5 separate regions of the Mus musculus genome follow, and regions 1, 2, 3 and 4 are each linked to region 5. A link is a contact called in public HiCAR-type, HiChIP or PLAC-seq and promoter capture Hi-C data. All regions are on one chromosome and are shown on one strand. The core of a region is the stretch at or near the end of the contact, and the rest is flanking DNA. Distances in the headings are between cores, read along the strand shown. Region 1 overlaps 8030451A03Rik (a long non-coding RNA gene). Region 2 has its middle 6.3 kb from the start of Gm23950. Region 3 holds the start of Alad (aminolevulinate, delta-, dehydratase). Region 4 holds the start of Tnc (tenascin C). Region 5 holds the start of Whrn (whirlin).

Region 1 (2,700 bases), core at 104-2,603, 580 kb before region 5:
GTAACTTATACGGATAACATTTGATTGGGGCTAGCTTACAGGTTCAGAAGCTAAGTCCATAGCAAGTTCAAGGCCAGCCTAAGCTATGTGAGAGGTTGTCCCAAAAAATACATAACATGAAGAGTCCCTGTGACATTATTTAAGTTAATTTTACTTGTCTGTTGGACAGACCATTTCTATGTGCCAAGAATAGCTATTAAACAGCCAACATTAGCCATACATTTGGTACATATCTGTCAACATGATTATTTCACCCTTTTTCTTCAGAAGCTGACAGAAGAAAAAAGTGGATAAAGGTATAGCTGGCTACAGTAGTACATGACAAATGTCATGAAACAAAGAGTCATCCAAGAACACATAAGAGTACTAATTTTGTGTGGGAGGGAGATGTCTTGGAGATTGGATGTCCTGTTTGGACTGGAATCATGAGAAAGTTAGAGAAAGAGTTGGAAGTTGTGTAGGGTAAAAGTGTAAAGAACATATTTAACCATGGGAGAAGAGCGCAGGCAGGAGCACAGGAGATCTCGAAATGAGGTGATCATCAGTAACCGGGAAAAAGACCAGCAATGATGGCACACAAGAGAGAAGCACAATCAGCGGACAGAGAAGTGTGCAAGACACGTGCCTCAGCCAACCAGTGCAATGAACCATGAGCTCTTTGAGGATGGGGTTTTATGTGACCTGCCAGTACCTTCTTCACATCCATCGCTGTGTCCACCATAGAGGAAATAGCAGTCATAGGCCAAATGAGGGCATGCATAATAGTCATCCAGTAAATAGCAATTCCATTAGGGAAACCCTTTCCTTGCTTTCTAACTTTTTCATTTTTTAAGAGTCAGGATGGGACGGGGGAGGGGGGGAACTAGCTGCAACTACAGATGGATATTTCCATCCCCAAATACTACAAATGCCACCTCTTTGGGGCTTATTATGCCCAAATGGCAGTCTGTTTGGGATCTTTCTAGAATCAATTGCTTCCAATTTTCAGTTTTCTGATTTCAGATTGAAGACATGTGTTTGGTGTTGCACAGATGATAGGGGAACAAGCGGATTCCAGAGAGGCATCAAGCTGAGTCCAAGTGATAAGAGAAATGCCTGGGGGAAGGCATAGCAACAAAACATTTTAAAGTTCTCAAAGTGCATAAATCATCCTGTAACCATGCTGTCCTGATTCGAAACCCAAAATAGAAAAAGAAAGCTCTTCTGTGCTAACATTTCATCATAACCAGCAGCCCAATGCTCAGGGGAGCCAGTGTTTGTGAATCTTTGAGTTGGGATCTGGAAGGACTGACGCAGAACATTACTATGCAGCCAGTTCTCAGGGAAGAAAAAAAAAATCTCAGCATGGAGTGCGGGCTTCCAGAATCCTTGTGGTAACTTCTCATTTCAGTTGAATTGCACAGAAGAGACGAGCCTTCCTGGGGGGTTGGCCAACAATAGAAAGAAACAACTAAAGGATAGACTCATACCAGGCGTGATGCCAAACCCCAAGCTAGTTCTTGAGCTGTCTAGGCTGTAAGGGAGGCTGTCTCTCAGCCATGGTGCAGCACACTCCATGTCTGTGATGGTATGAGGTCATTGAGACCACAGTCCTGACCAGCATATGCACTGGGACAGGAAAAAGAGAAATTCTTCAGCAATATTGGCATAAATTCAAACATTGTTCCAATCTAAGGTATGGATTCATCAAGCTGAGCTTCAAAATTCCTACTTCAGATTAAAAAGTACAAGAAAAAAATTGCTGTCATAAGAACTAAGAAAAATTATTCATGTAAAATAATCTGTAGGCACAACATAACCATGTTAAATTTTAGTCTCCAGTCCTACTTTTTCTTGATATAAAATTAAAATTCTTTTAGATTTTTCCTTATTATTCTGTTCAAAGAGCTCTAAATGTGAACAAATGTACAAATCTTAGCTATACTGACTCTAACCAGATAAATGAAAAGTTATACATACTAGTAATTTGGAGGTTTGTTTCTTTGGACTAGGGACAGAATGTATGCATCTGTTGGTTGTATCATGTTTACCTTGGCATGTCAATGATCAGTCTTCATGTTTAAAAAATGTTCCAATATTTTAGACTTTGAATAATCAAGAGTCCTGTTCATCTATGAGATAAGATTGGAATACACCAAGCCAAAATGAAAATCCCAGATCAACCCATTATCAGATGAATGGGTCTAGATGTACTGCTTGCTCTGTGACTCTCAATGTTCTTAGCCATAAATGAATACAATATTTATTTATTTCAGGTTATGCATCAAGTACACAGGCTTGAAATTGCATAACACAGGAGTTGCTCATCAACGTCATTCATTCTGCAATGCACATCAACCCCATCCAAGGTACCAGGAGATATTCTAAAGACATATGATGAATCATGAACTAAAGAATATCACTATATTGTGGAGCCCGTGTCTTCTACAAGAGACAAGCAATTGATCAATAAGCAAAAATAACTGTCTCTCTAGTGAAACAAGTGTGAAGAAAATGAACTGAGCAATGGGATGAACAGTACTTATACACAGTGCAACTAGACAGTTGCATAAGCTTCTTTCCCCTGGTTTATTCATTTTACTTTACTTTGGAGTCCCAAACCCACTGAGCATGGACCTCCAGTAAAGATGAGTAAGGAGTTATACTCTGTTAAATTGAGTCATCTGACAAACTTTGAATGACATTGAGAATAGCATAACA
Region 2 (2,700 bases), core at 139-2,638, 940 kb before region 5:
TCCTGGTCATTTATTTTTAAGTCATTATCTGCCAACTTCATTCTTTTCTAAGGGCTTCATTTTTAATATTGTTTCCAGGTGTTGTTTTGAGGTAGGAAGGTCTAGGTCATCAAATTCAAATAAATATGAAATTACTTCTCTGCCTTGAGACCAAGTTACAGGGAAAATTCTCTGCTTCAAGTCCATTTCAGTCACTCTTTAGTGTAAAACTCAGCTCTCAAAGTTGTTGTAAGGCTGGAAATTAAAGTCTCAGTCATTTGGGATTCTATCTGAAGTAAAGTAGATCCTCGTTAAAGTCCCATTTTAAAATACTGTTCTTGATATAGTAACACTAATATTTGCAATAGAAACATAACCACATAGCTTTAAGATAACATACATACATACATACATACATACATACATACATACATACATGTTAAGCAATTTATCAGTTCTACTTTAAGTTATGAGGCACAATCAGAAGCATTTATACTGTTATCTGTCTTAACAAAAGAGAAAGGGGACACACACATATACATACACACACACACACACACTGACAGAGAGAGAGAGAGAGAGAGAGAGAGAGAGAGAGAGAGAGAGAGCACGATATTGATTGTTGTAGTTTAATCCCGAGTCCTCCTTGTGAGGGGCAGTGTATACTGACTCCCTTAAGAAGCCAAAGTATCCCCTTCCTAATTCGTATATCCTGTACTTCTATGATCATTAACTCAGACACTATGATCTGAACCCAAGAAGAGACACATCACAGTGTCAAAACATAGATATGGTATTCAGGCCAACTCTCACCAGCCAGCGAGTTTGAACATTCTAGCCTTATTTAGAATTAACCAAAACTCAAACTATGATGACTGGAAGAGTTGGGATGTGACCTAAGAGTCATGGGCCACTAGACAATTAAGCTGGAAGCCTGAAGTGACCCTCTTGGAAGCTGCAATATGTGTACCTTCTGAACTGATTCCAACACACATCTAACTGCTGTGCTGCTGGAATTTAAAATCCCCTGTCTCCAATTTCTACCACTTTAGAAAGAAAGACAGAAAAATAAAGGCAAGGTCCCTTTGGCCAACACCAATTTGCCACTCAGAGATCTGTTCAAGACTAACAAGGTAAAAACCATAAATGTCATTAAAATTTCTCAGAACACTGAAGTACTTGAAGGACTGTTTCACTCGGTTCCTGTCAAGATTTGATAGCCAGGGGATTGCAATTAAAACTTCAAGTGCCTTGATGCATGATTCTCCATGATTCTATAAGTAACAGTAATTCACACAAATACAAGTAGAAACGGAACAAAAATGAACTAACACCCTCCATCTCTGGGTGTCTGCCCCGAGCCCTGGTAAGCGAGTCACTACACTGAGCTGATAAACTGAGTGACTCAGACGATAAAACGAGGGAAATGTTTTCTAAACGGTGAAGTGCTGCATATGTGTGGTTATTGTGTATGACTGACTGTGATCTGGAAGATTTCAGAGACTTGAGCCAAGAAGGCAGCCAAGGGCCTTCCTTCTGGCCCCTGCCTCTCCCATTTTCACATTCTCACATTGGGGCTCAGACTGGAGGGAACGTGCCCCAGAGATTGGTGGTTTCCATCAGAACACACGCTCCATGTTGCGCAGAGGGATTCCCAGCCTCAGCACATGTTGGCTCCAACTCTGGAATGCCCCGGTTCTCCTCCCCCCTGCCCCCCAAATTGCTATCAGGCTCCACGGGACAGCTTCGTGCAATGTGTTGTTTTGTCCCTGCTGTTGCTACAGCAATTCAAACAAGATTCCTGTTTCCAGTTCTCGGAAATAGAGGCATCTGCATGCAATTTGGAAAGCCCTTGTCAGGGTCCTCTTTTATTGTTTTGATTGGCTCTCCCTGATGTGTAAGCAGAAGCCCCAAAGAAGTTCAAAAGGAAAAGACCCCTCTAGGCAAACAAGTGCTTCCCATAAGGGCAGACTGTTTATGCATTGCCATCCCCTATGGAATGAAGAACTTGAATTTGAGAATAACAAAGTCATCCCCTCCAGCCCAAGAGGGAGAGTGCTTAAATCAGCAGCCTGTTTGAACCTCCAGATTCTGGGCCTTACTGCCACTCACAGGGAACAAGAAGGGACAAGCCTCTCAAAGAAGTGGGCTTTAAGTCCCTAGCTTGAGACTCTGGGTTCTCCTTTCACTATTCAAAGTGAAAATTTCTGTGCTTTAGCTCTTTTATCTTCCAAGAGAATAGGGGTGGATATTCATGGTCTCTTTTAAGCATAAAATAATTCTATGTATTCAGCAGATCCAGGGCAGTTTTTCCTGAGGCCTGTGAGCCCCAGGCATCAGGGGACATGCACTATGCTCTTTATCAGTTTGAGATACCTGTTTACAGAACTCATGCTATCCTGTGGGGTAACTATGATGGCTCCTGCTACAAACAAACCGTTTCCTTTGAACAATTACTCTCTTCATTTTAATATGACGCTACTAGTGGTGACAAGCAAAGCTGATTGCATCACTGCTAAAATGGAGGGAAAGCTATAGGTTATAGTAGCTTATAACCAGAATTGCTTAGATAGCCCATTCCTTTGTTGTTGTTGTTGTTGTTGTTGTTGTTGTTGTTGTTGTTGTTGTTTTCTGAGACAGGGTTTCTCTGTATAGCCCTGGCTGTCCTGAAACTCACTCTATAGACCAGGCTAGCCTCGAACTAAGAAATCTGCCTGCCTC
Region 3 (2,700 bases), core at 189-2,688, 980 kb after region 5:
AGAATCTTTGAGGTCTTCCATAAGTTTTTTCCCTGTTGTAATATCCAAAAATAAGTTCAAGACTACCCTGTACCTTCCCCCTTCAAAAGGACTTTCCAAACTGTACTAGCAGGCCAAGTACAGAGCCAGATAAAAAGCTGGCTGACTAAACAAATATAGAAACATAGTTTTAACGGTCAAAAACAAAATTAACAATCCTCCTGCCCCGCCTCACTAAAACACACACAAGGACAGACAAAATAAGAGTCACCCTACATAAACCAACCAATGTCTAAAAAGATTATTGGCTACACCAATTAAAATAAGCCAAACTACCCTGGTGCCTATATCCAACCCTTACAAAGGTATAAAAAGTGTGTTCCTTCTTTGTTCTGGGTCTCTCCTCCTGCCTGCCAGCTGAGAGGGGAGTCCCCAACATGCTGGATAAGTAAAATCCTCATGAGTTTTTGCAATGATGGTGGTCTCTGTGCTCTTTGTGGGTGAGGGTTTTCTGACAAGCTACAACACTCTCATACCCTTCACCCAGCTTCTCTTGTTACAACTTTAAGTTCAATTTTTCTAGTGAATTATTGAAAACCAAGATGAGTTCACAGATCTTAAACATTTTTAAAATGAAGATCTGGTGGTACCTAGAACATTTACAGTATTATTACACAACTGCCCACTTTTACCTCCAAAATAATTTTATCACCTCCTCCCTAGTGAGCATTCCCCAAGGCTCCCTCCACAAAGAGGGCCCTTGCCACTCTCAAGTCTTTGTCAAAGCCCCATAAACCTCTCTAGACCCCACGCTCCAGTCTTCCCCAGACCTTTGGTCAGAATTTTTCTTTTTTTAATTGTTTTTTGGTTTGTTTGTTTTCTGTTTTGTTTGTTTTGGGTTTGGTTTGTTTGTTTGTTTGTTTGTTTGGTTGGTTGGTTTTTTGTCACCTAGTGCTAAGATTAAAAGCATGCACCACCAAATTTACTCCCTTTTATACTCCAAATTTTAATGTATCCATTGTAGATAAACCTGATCTCCTAGCATACTTGGATGGTTAGTTTTCTCGGCTTTTTTTTTTTTCCAATGTCTTTCATATCTCTCAACCCATGAGATAGGGGCTGGATAATCAATTACATAGAATAAATAAATCTAGACAGTCAGTCTGCTGCTGAACGTATTTACCCGCGGTGTTAGGCATTACCGAGGTGTTTTAATGCCGTTGACATCCAATTGTTCTTTTACCAGTGAGCAACGCAGTCAATTTTTGCTCCGGGCTGAGAATAGACCGTCAAGTGAACTCTGGGATGAGTTCGGATTGCAAGCCAGGGCACCTCCCAGAGGCTCCGAATGCCCACGTGGACCCCCTCGGGCCTTCCCACCTCAAGTGAGACCCGAGCTGGGGGGCGGGGAGACGGGCGGGCTCTCGGGCAACTCTGGATTGGCCAAGATTCCAGCCCCGCTCAGCGTGGATCTGGCCGCGCGAGCTGACCAGTGATCCGGAGACTGCCCCGAAGGGAGCGTAAGCTGCATTCCCGGAGGGGCGGGCGGTACGGGAGCCGCTTCCGGGTGAGCCGCCCCGCCCCCACGTGGGCTTGCGCTTTTAGAGCGGGAGAGCGCGGTGTCCAGAGCCCGGCTCGGAGCGGCGGCGAGCAGCGTCCTTGGTACGTGAGCAGGCGCCGGCCTCTGGGAAGTGGCGGGTTGAAGGGGGACGGGACCCCAGAACAAGGTGAGGTGCACCCCTATGGCGCTGTGTTCCCGAAGCTCTGACGCTGTAGCGGAGACGCTGTCCCTATGCACCTACTAGAGTGGGCGGGATTCTTGCCGCTACAAGGTCTTGCTGCGTCCGGGATTCGGGACTCAAAGATGGGCTCCACCCGCCCCCTTTCTCGGAGGCCTCAGGGGTAGCCTCGGTTTCTGCAGAGCGCGATCTGTCTGGCAGGCTGGAGAAGTGGGGAAAACAATAAGGGTCGCTTGTGCTAGGTCTCTCCTGCTTCTGCTCATTCAGTCATACAACGATCCATTGAGATCCGCTTAAGACCCAGACCACATGAGAAGAAAAGCAGTCATGCAGCTTGAAACAAGAATTTGTCCCCATGCCTTTTAAATCCCAAAGTCACATACTAACCACCCTGCTACCAGCCGTGGCCAGGTCTAGGTTAAACCTTTCTTCCCCTACTCTCACCTGGAATCTCTGTCGCCTCTTCCATACTGGGACTATAACGTGTGAACTCTGTCCTTCTAATGCCAAAAGTCCTGGTGAGGACTGAGGGCTGCTAGACTCCAGAAGTTTGGACCATATTTATAGCTGACCTGCTGTATGAGACCTGCCCTTCTCGAGTTCAGTTTTACAGTTGTTTGATGTAAAAGCTCTCAGCCAGAATATTTTAGCAGTCTGTGGAAAGGCAACTCCTAGCTTGAAATGTCTAGACCCGGGCAGCAGGGGGGATTAAGCGCCCACACTAGATGAGGTCTAAGGTCTCTTCTTTAACCCCTCCTAACACCGTGGCAGGTGGCAGCTAGAGTGTGCAGGAAATGCAAATGAGCCACCGGGCAGTACCTTTTCAGAACTGCCCACAGATGCCTTTCCTGGGCCTCTTTGGGCTTCAGATTTCCCAGCTCTGAACCTTCTACCTAGCTGGCCCTCCTGACTTGTCTCCTCCCTAGCCAGGGCAGAGCCTGCTCGAGCTGGCACCACTTCACTACTATTTATGCCAAGAGCA
Region 4 (2,700 bases), core at 190-2,689, 550 kb before region 5:
AAAGTTCAAATGAGTCGTTTTACGACATGACTATTTATGGCTGTTCCTGATGTCTGAGCGGTGTGTGTGTGTGTGTGTGTGGGGGGGGGGGGGATAGGGAACACTTAAGCAGGCAGTCTTCGAGTCCTGGAATCGGTGCCACCCTAGGGATAGCCTAATTTTGTCTTGCTTTATTCTCCCAGGGAGATTGAAACTAAATGTTATGAGAAAGGCTGAAGGATGGTATCAATCAGTAAGTGGATGGTTGAAATTTCCGATAATAGTTGTTAATTAAAACATCAGAAGTCTCTTCTAAATTACAGAACAAAGAGATGCATTTTCCACAGTCCAGCAAAGCAGCTGTGTCTGTTGTCATGGGTGACAGTTTCCTACTTAAGCATCACTCACTGTTTCTGGTCACCAATGTGTCATGGAGCCATGAATTCTAAGTGCTTCCCAGGCACAATTCCTTGATGGCATTAAACTGCTTCTCTAAATTGCAGGGTATAAGCACTGTCCCAAACAAGCCCAGAAGTACCGTGAGCTGAGCTTGGCCCCAGGTGCCTTGGGGATACTTTAACATGCTAAATGAGGACTTCAACCTAAATAGTGTTACCTTTTGAAATATATTAGTGCTTCTCTAAGAAAAAAAAAAAAAAGTCTTCACTCAGCACCTAGGTACACTGAGAGCTCAGGAGTACACCCTGAGCTAAGTACTACACCCTACTTAGTAGACCCTACTAAGTAGAAAGCACTTAGTATGTGGCATAAACAATGTCAAAAAGTGACTCCTGAGGGGACATTGGGATCTGGATAAAGATTCCTCCAGGCAGCTGGGCACCGCTGGGTCCTGCTTCAGAAAAGCTCACTTTTCTAAGCTCCCAGTATGGTTCCCACCTGCTGAGAACTAATCTTGGGTTATCTCCAAGCTGGCCAAGAGAAACCTGAACTGCCCCGGGCTTGCTCAACTCTCCTCGATCTCCTCTTTCCAGGAACTCAGGTTCAGCCCTCAGGCTTTCTCCGAGGTGCCACCCCGCAGCTGCTGCCCAGAGCCTGAGGGAACCCAGGTCGTGTTTCCAGCTTGCTCTAGTCCAGGAGCAGCGCCAGGATCCAGTTCCCTCATATCCCAGTTCCCAAGGCTTCTGTTTCACAATTAGAATACTCATTTGTGGAGCAATGCAAAAATCACACTTCACTAACAACTACTCTGCGGGGGCGGAGGGAGCTGAAATTCCTACTTTTTTTTTTCTTCACTATAAATTGTATGCAAATGGTCCGTTAGCTGGCGGCGCGCCTGGAGTGAGTGCGTCTTTCATGAGCTAACCCTGTTCCGCTGGGAGGGCTGTGCCTTTAACTCACCAACTGAAAAAAAAAAAAGTGGGAAAGGATGTCTGGAGGCGAGGCGTCCCATTACAGAGGAAGGAGCTCCCTATATAAGCCTGCCAAAGCTGGCTGCTCCGGCCACAGCCTGCCTACTGTCACGCGTCTCTCCCGCGCGCAGACACACACCCTAGCCTCTGGTGGGCACAGACAGTGGCTGGGAAGACGCTAGGGACCGCGCGCTTGGGAACTCGTTGTGGCTTAACCCAGGTACTTCTTCACGGAGCTGGTGCACCCAGAGACTTTGCTTTTCCCGACCTGGAAAAGGTGAGTCTGTTGATCCCATCACCCAGGATCTTTCTGGTGTGCTCCTGGCATTCCCGGTACCCAGTAAGATGTGGGTTTGTAACTATAAAACTTTTGTTTAATTTCCAAGCCCGGTGTGATCAGATGCGGCCCGATTATTCTGTGCTTGCCCTCCTGCGGTCATGTATTTGGTATGGATCTGTCAATAGTCAGAGGAACTCAGGGAACTTTTGGTAAAGTTTTGTCTCTGCCTTTCTTTGGAGGAAATGTCTTACTTTAACTCTTACCCTTTTACCTCGTTGATTCTCACCTGTGGATTTTCCCCTTTTGGAGCGTTAGAGAAGTTGCATTTTAAAGTGGCATTCACTCACAGCACTTGGGTGGGATGAGTACCACGTACCCGTAGTAGGGAGAACACAACCGTGCATCTACACAGTCTCAGCACTTGACAGTTTTCGTTCCCCTCTTGTCCCATTTGATCCTCAGTGTCCACTCTGGGGAAAGATAAGAGCTGGATACCAGAGCTAGGAGATGAGTTCTGGGCACGGATGAAAAGCCCACAGGCTGTAAGATGAAACTGGTGGGCACGTCTGTGGGTTCTTGAAGCAGGGTGCCATCCTCCTGATTCAGAGACCTCAGGTGGGGCATGTGTAGAAGGTTTGGAGGCATCTGAACCCCATATTGCTCCCAAATCGGCCTCCCTCCTGACACTTTATCCCAGAACCCCAGTAACATATTCCCTTCCCTGGTGAACTTTGGAAAGAGCACAGAGATTCCTCTATGCCATCGTTGTGACAGGGGGAATAAGAGGTTGGGGTTTGACCCTAGAAGTGGCTTGGGCATTCCCACTAGTGCCACTACAACATAAATGTGTCAGGAAAATATGTAACTTCTATGGACCTTAGTTTCCACTTCTCTAAAGTGGGGACAGCAGCTCCCCTTATAATGAGGAGCGAATGAGGAACAAAAAAGATCAAATCAGCAACTGGGCAATCTCTGTCATGGCCCAAAGCTGCCAACACCCTGGACGTGAAAAGCGGGGCCTCTTAACCCAGTTTTTCAGTGTGTCTGCTTACCCCCAAAGCCTCTGCCTTC
Region 5 (2,700 bases), core at 105-2,604:
GTTTGTTTGTTTTTAACCTTGACCTACACCGTCTTTCCTTTGCCAGACTATGACTCTTTGAGGTCAAAGATTTCAACTCTTTATCCTGGGTCTCCAGCATCAACCATATGCCGCTTGGTCAAGCAGCAGAACGGGTGCTTGGCAAATGTTGAATGAAGAATGACCAAGTGCACAGGTAAATAACTAGCCAGGGAACAAAACACCCTTCTGCAGCCAGCTCAAAGCCACTCCAGATAATCCTTCTCTTTTTCTATTTCTCCCATATCAGAGTCAGCCGTTTCATTCCTGTGACGGCAACCCAGGACAGTCTTAGGGGAAAAAAAACCAGCTTTTCACAGAACACCTCTGGAGAGGCAATTCAGGTTTAAAGAGATCCACATGGCATGTAGTGGTGACTAGGTCAAGCACTATAGATCTTCTTAGAACACTTCTTTGACTAGAAGCCGAGTTTTTCCTGTGATAGTGTTTAGGAGAGTGGGTATCAGATGACAGACTTTAGACTGTGTATTCTGACATCTTTCCATATAAAATATGTTTTTTTTAAAGACTGTATATAGAGTTGTCATGTAACCTTCACCCTGTTCCCTCAGTGTGGAAAAGATCACAAGCGGGACCTAACAGTTGGTACAAGTGACATTCCTACTCCAGACTTAGTTTTAAATGCATGTGTGTGTGTTTGCATACTTTACAGTTCTGATAACAGCTCCTTGCTTTCCCCCACTCCCCCCTCCCCCCCCCCCCCCCACTCCGGAGAGCACCAGAGGAAGGGGCCCAGGCTGATCTATCCCAGCACAGGACTTGGCTCCTGATGGCACCTGTGTGGCTTATATTCTTCTCATGTGCAGAGCAGGTGACCGATTATCGTCCACATACTCACTTAAACTTGCAGTCAGCACGTGTGCAAGCTGCAGGAACAACATTTTAAGGCAGAAAAGCAGAGCATGAAGCATCTATTATTTTAGAGGCCAAAAGTTGGCCATTTTCCCCAATTGTGAATTGGCAAACCGGCTAATTGCTCCAAAGCGACCCTGGAATCGAGCTGTGATCGCCGGAAAGCGCAGCTTTTAGGACCCCATCTTTCACCCCTGGGCTGAGGAAGTGGGAAGACTTCGCAGGGGCCCAGGGCTCCTCCTGCTTTCTTTCACCCCCACTTTCACCCCTTTCTTCCTTGGGGCCGGACTGTTTCACCCCGTCTCCAGGCAACAGCCAGGCGCGCCAGGCGGGACGTCATTTCCTGAAGAGCCCGCGGGGGGACGGGGCGGGGAGGGGGAGGGGCGAGGGGGCGGGGCCAAGTCCCGGCTGGCGACGGCGGCGGCGTCGGAACTCGCTGGAAGACTCAGCCCAGAGCTGCTCAACAGTTCGCAAAGTCCGGGCTCCCGGCCGCGTGGCTCCGTGTGCGCCCGGGCGGCGTTGGGGCGCGGGGGCCCGGGCTGCTGCATGGTGGGCGGCCCGGGACATGCCCCGCACCCCCCGCCGGACGCCCGCGTGGCTCCTCTGGCTGCGACTGCTCCGGACTCTGAGCCTAGATTGACCGGCGCCCTAACTTCTTTCTGACTTTGGGGTCCCCCAGCCCTAGAGGAACGGGCATCTCGGCTGGGGGAGCCCCGGACATGGTGTGACGGGGCGGGCGGCGTGGCTGCGCCCCCCACTGCGGCCACGCACGGTCCCCGCGCCTTCCGGCATGTAGCTGCTGTTCTCGCTCCCCCCGGCCTCCAGCCGCAGTCTCCACGACCTCCGGCCTCCAGGCGCCAACTCTTTGTCCCCCCAGGATCCCGCCGCGGTCCTCAGGATTGCAGCCGCCGTCTCTTCGTCCTCCGAATTCCAGTTTCACCTGCCTTCGCGCCCCTGGGACACCAGCCGCTGTCCCTGCCACCTCCCCAGGATCCAGCCAGCGCTCTAGCTCACCTGCACCTCCCCAACCCACCCTGCAGCCGTCGTCTCCGCTCTCCGGGCCAGTCTAGACTGCAGCCGGTGACTCCGCGTCTACCCCAAACCCAGACTCCAGCCGTGACCTCCGCGCCCCGGGGAATCCAGCTGTCGCGCCTCTGGCCGCAGGTGCAGCTGCCGCCCCGCGCCGCGCGCCCCGAGTGCGGCCGGGCCTCGGCGGGGAGATGAACGCACAGCTGGACGGCCTGTCGGTGAGCTCGTCCTCCACCGGCTCGCTGGGCTCGGCGGCGGCGGCGGCGGGCGGCGGCGGGGGCGCGGGGTTGCGGCTGCTGTCTGCCAACGTGCGCCAGCTGCACCAAGCGCTCACGGCGCTGCTGAGCGAGCCCGAGCGGGAGCAGTTCACTCACTGCCTCAACGCGTACCACGCGCGCCGCAACGTCTTCGACCTGGTGCGCACCCTGCGCGTCCTGCTGGACAGCCCGGTCAAGCGGCGTCTGCTGCCCATGCTGCGTCTGGTCATCCCGCGCTCCGACCAGCTGCTCTTCGACCAGTACACGGCCGAGGGCCTCTACCTGCCAGCCACCACCCCCTACAGGCAGCCCGCCTGGGCCGCTCCCGACGGCGCGGGGCCCGGGGAGGTGCGACTCGTGAGCCTGCGGCGCGCCAAGGCCCACGAGGGCTTGGGCTTCAGCATCCGCGGGGGCTCGGAACACGGCGTGGGCATCTACGTGTCTCTAGTGGAGCCGGGCTCCCTGGCAGAGAAGGAAGGGTTGCGGGTCGGGGACCAGATTCTGCGCGTCAACGATAAATCTC

Evidence for each region. HiChIP or PLAC-seq counts read pairs in DNA pulled down with a chosen protein or histone mark. HiCAR-type assays count read pairs that join an accessible place to other places. Capture Hi-C pulls out chosen DNA fragments and counts their contacts.
Region 1: a contact with region 5 is called in a HiCAR-type map of fibro-adipogenic progenitors, with 2.7 times the contacts expected there. The contact joins the enhancer-like site here to the promoter of Whrn in region 5. A contact is called at or near these places in 3 of 39 promoter capture datasets (3T3-L1-derived adipocytes, hippocampal neurons and liver), 1 of 15 datasets of contacts at CTCF or cohesin (the NIH/3T3 cell line), 2 of 115 datasets of contacts at active chromatin or transcription factors (bone marrow-derived macrophages and fibro-adipogenic progenitors) and 1 of 9 other capture datasets (adipose tissue).
Region 2: a contact with region 5 is called in a CTCF HiChIP or PLAC-seq map of the NIH/3T3 cell line, with 5 read pairs. The contact joins the enhancer-like site here to the promoter of Whrn in region 5. A contact is called at or near these places in 1 of 39 promoter capture datasets (hippocampal neurons), 1 of 15 datasets of contacts at CTCF or cohesin (the NIH/3T3 cell line), 2 of 115 datasets of contacts at active chromatin or transcription factors (craniofacial prominence and forebrain) and 1 of 9 other capture datasets (embryonic tail).
Region 3: a contact with region 5 is called in a promoter capture Hi-C map of adipose tissue. The contact joins the promoter of Alad here to the promoter of Whrn in region 5. A contact is called at or near these places in 2 of 39 promoter capture datasets (embryonic stem cells and pre-B cells), 2 of 484 Hi-C or Micro-C datasets (embryonic stem cells and rod photoreceptor) and 1 of 9 other capture datasets (adipose tissue).
Region 4: a contact with region 5 is called in a HiCAR-type map of astrocytes, with 2.2 times the contacts expected there. The contact joins the promoter of Tnc here to the promoter of Whrn in region 5. A contact is called at or near these places in 2 of 39 promoter capture datasets (hippocampal neurons and second pharyngeal arch cranial neural crest), 1 of 484 Hi-C or Micro-C datasets (uterus) and 3 of 115 datasets of contacts at active chromatin or transcription factors (astrocytes, forebrain and stem cell-derived neural progenitor cells).

Annotation. Positions count from the first base shown.
Region 1 is chr4:64,075,219-64,077,918 of GRCm38.p6, reverse strand. The region is part of intron 4 of 8030451A03Rik (a long non-coding RNA gene); the gene reads right to left. Among named protein-coding and RNA genes, the nearest start is that of Tnc, 30 kb to the right of the region's middle. Within about 2 kb of position 1,353, at least 68 of the 459 cell types and tissues checked have an H3K27ac peak or open chromatin away from gene starts, as enhancers often do. A contact at or near this core is called in the NIH/3T3 cell line, adipose tissue and fibro-adipogenic progenitors, where this site is marked.
Region 2 is chr4:64,437,104-64,439,803 of GRCm38.p6, reverse strand. No RefSeq gene overlaps it. Among named protein-coding and RNA genes, the nearest start is that of Gm23950, 6.3 kb to the left of the region's middle. Within about 2 kb of position 1,388, at least 50 of the 459 cell types and tissues checked have an H3K27ac peak or open chromatin away from gene starts, as enhancers often do. A contact at or near this core is called in the NIH/3T3 cell line and craniofacial prominence, where this site is marked.
Region 3 is chr4:62,518,801-62,521,500 of GRCm38.p6, reverse strand. Alad (aminolevulinate, delta-, dehydratase) reads left to right here and starts at 1,438. Exons shown (of 12, transcript NM_008525.4): 1 at 1,438-1,641.
Region 4 is chr4:64,045,675-64,048,374 of GRCm38.p6, reverse strand. It overlaps Tnc (tenascin C), which reads left to right and starts at 1,439. Exons shown (of 27, transcript NM_001369211.1): 1 at 1,439-1,626. The region is part of intron 4 of 8030451A03Rik (a long non-coding RNA gene); the gene reads right to left.
Region 5 is chr4:63,494,645-63,497,344 of GRCm38.p6, reverse strand. It overlaps Whrn (whirlin), which reads left to right and starts at 1,354. Exons shown (of 12, transcript NM_028640.2): 1 at 1,354-2,700. The coding sequence starts at 2,112.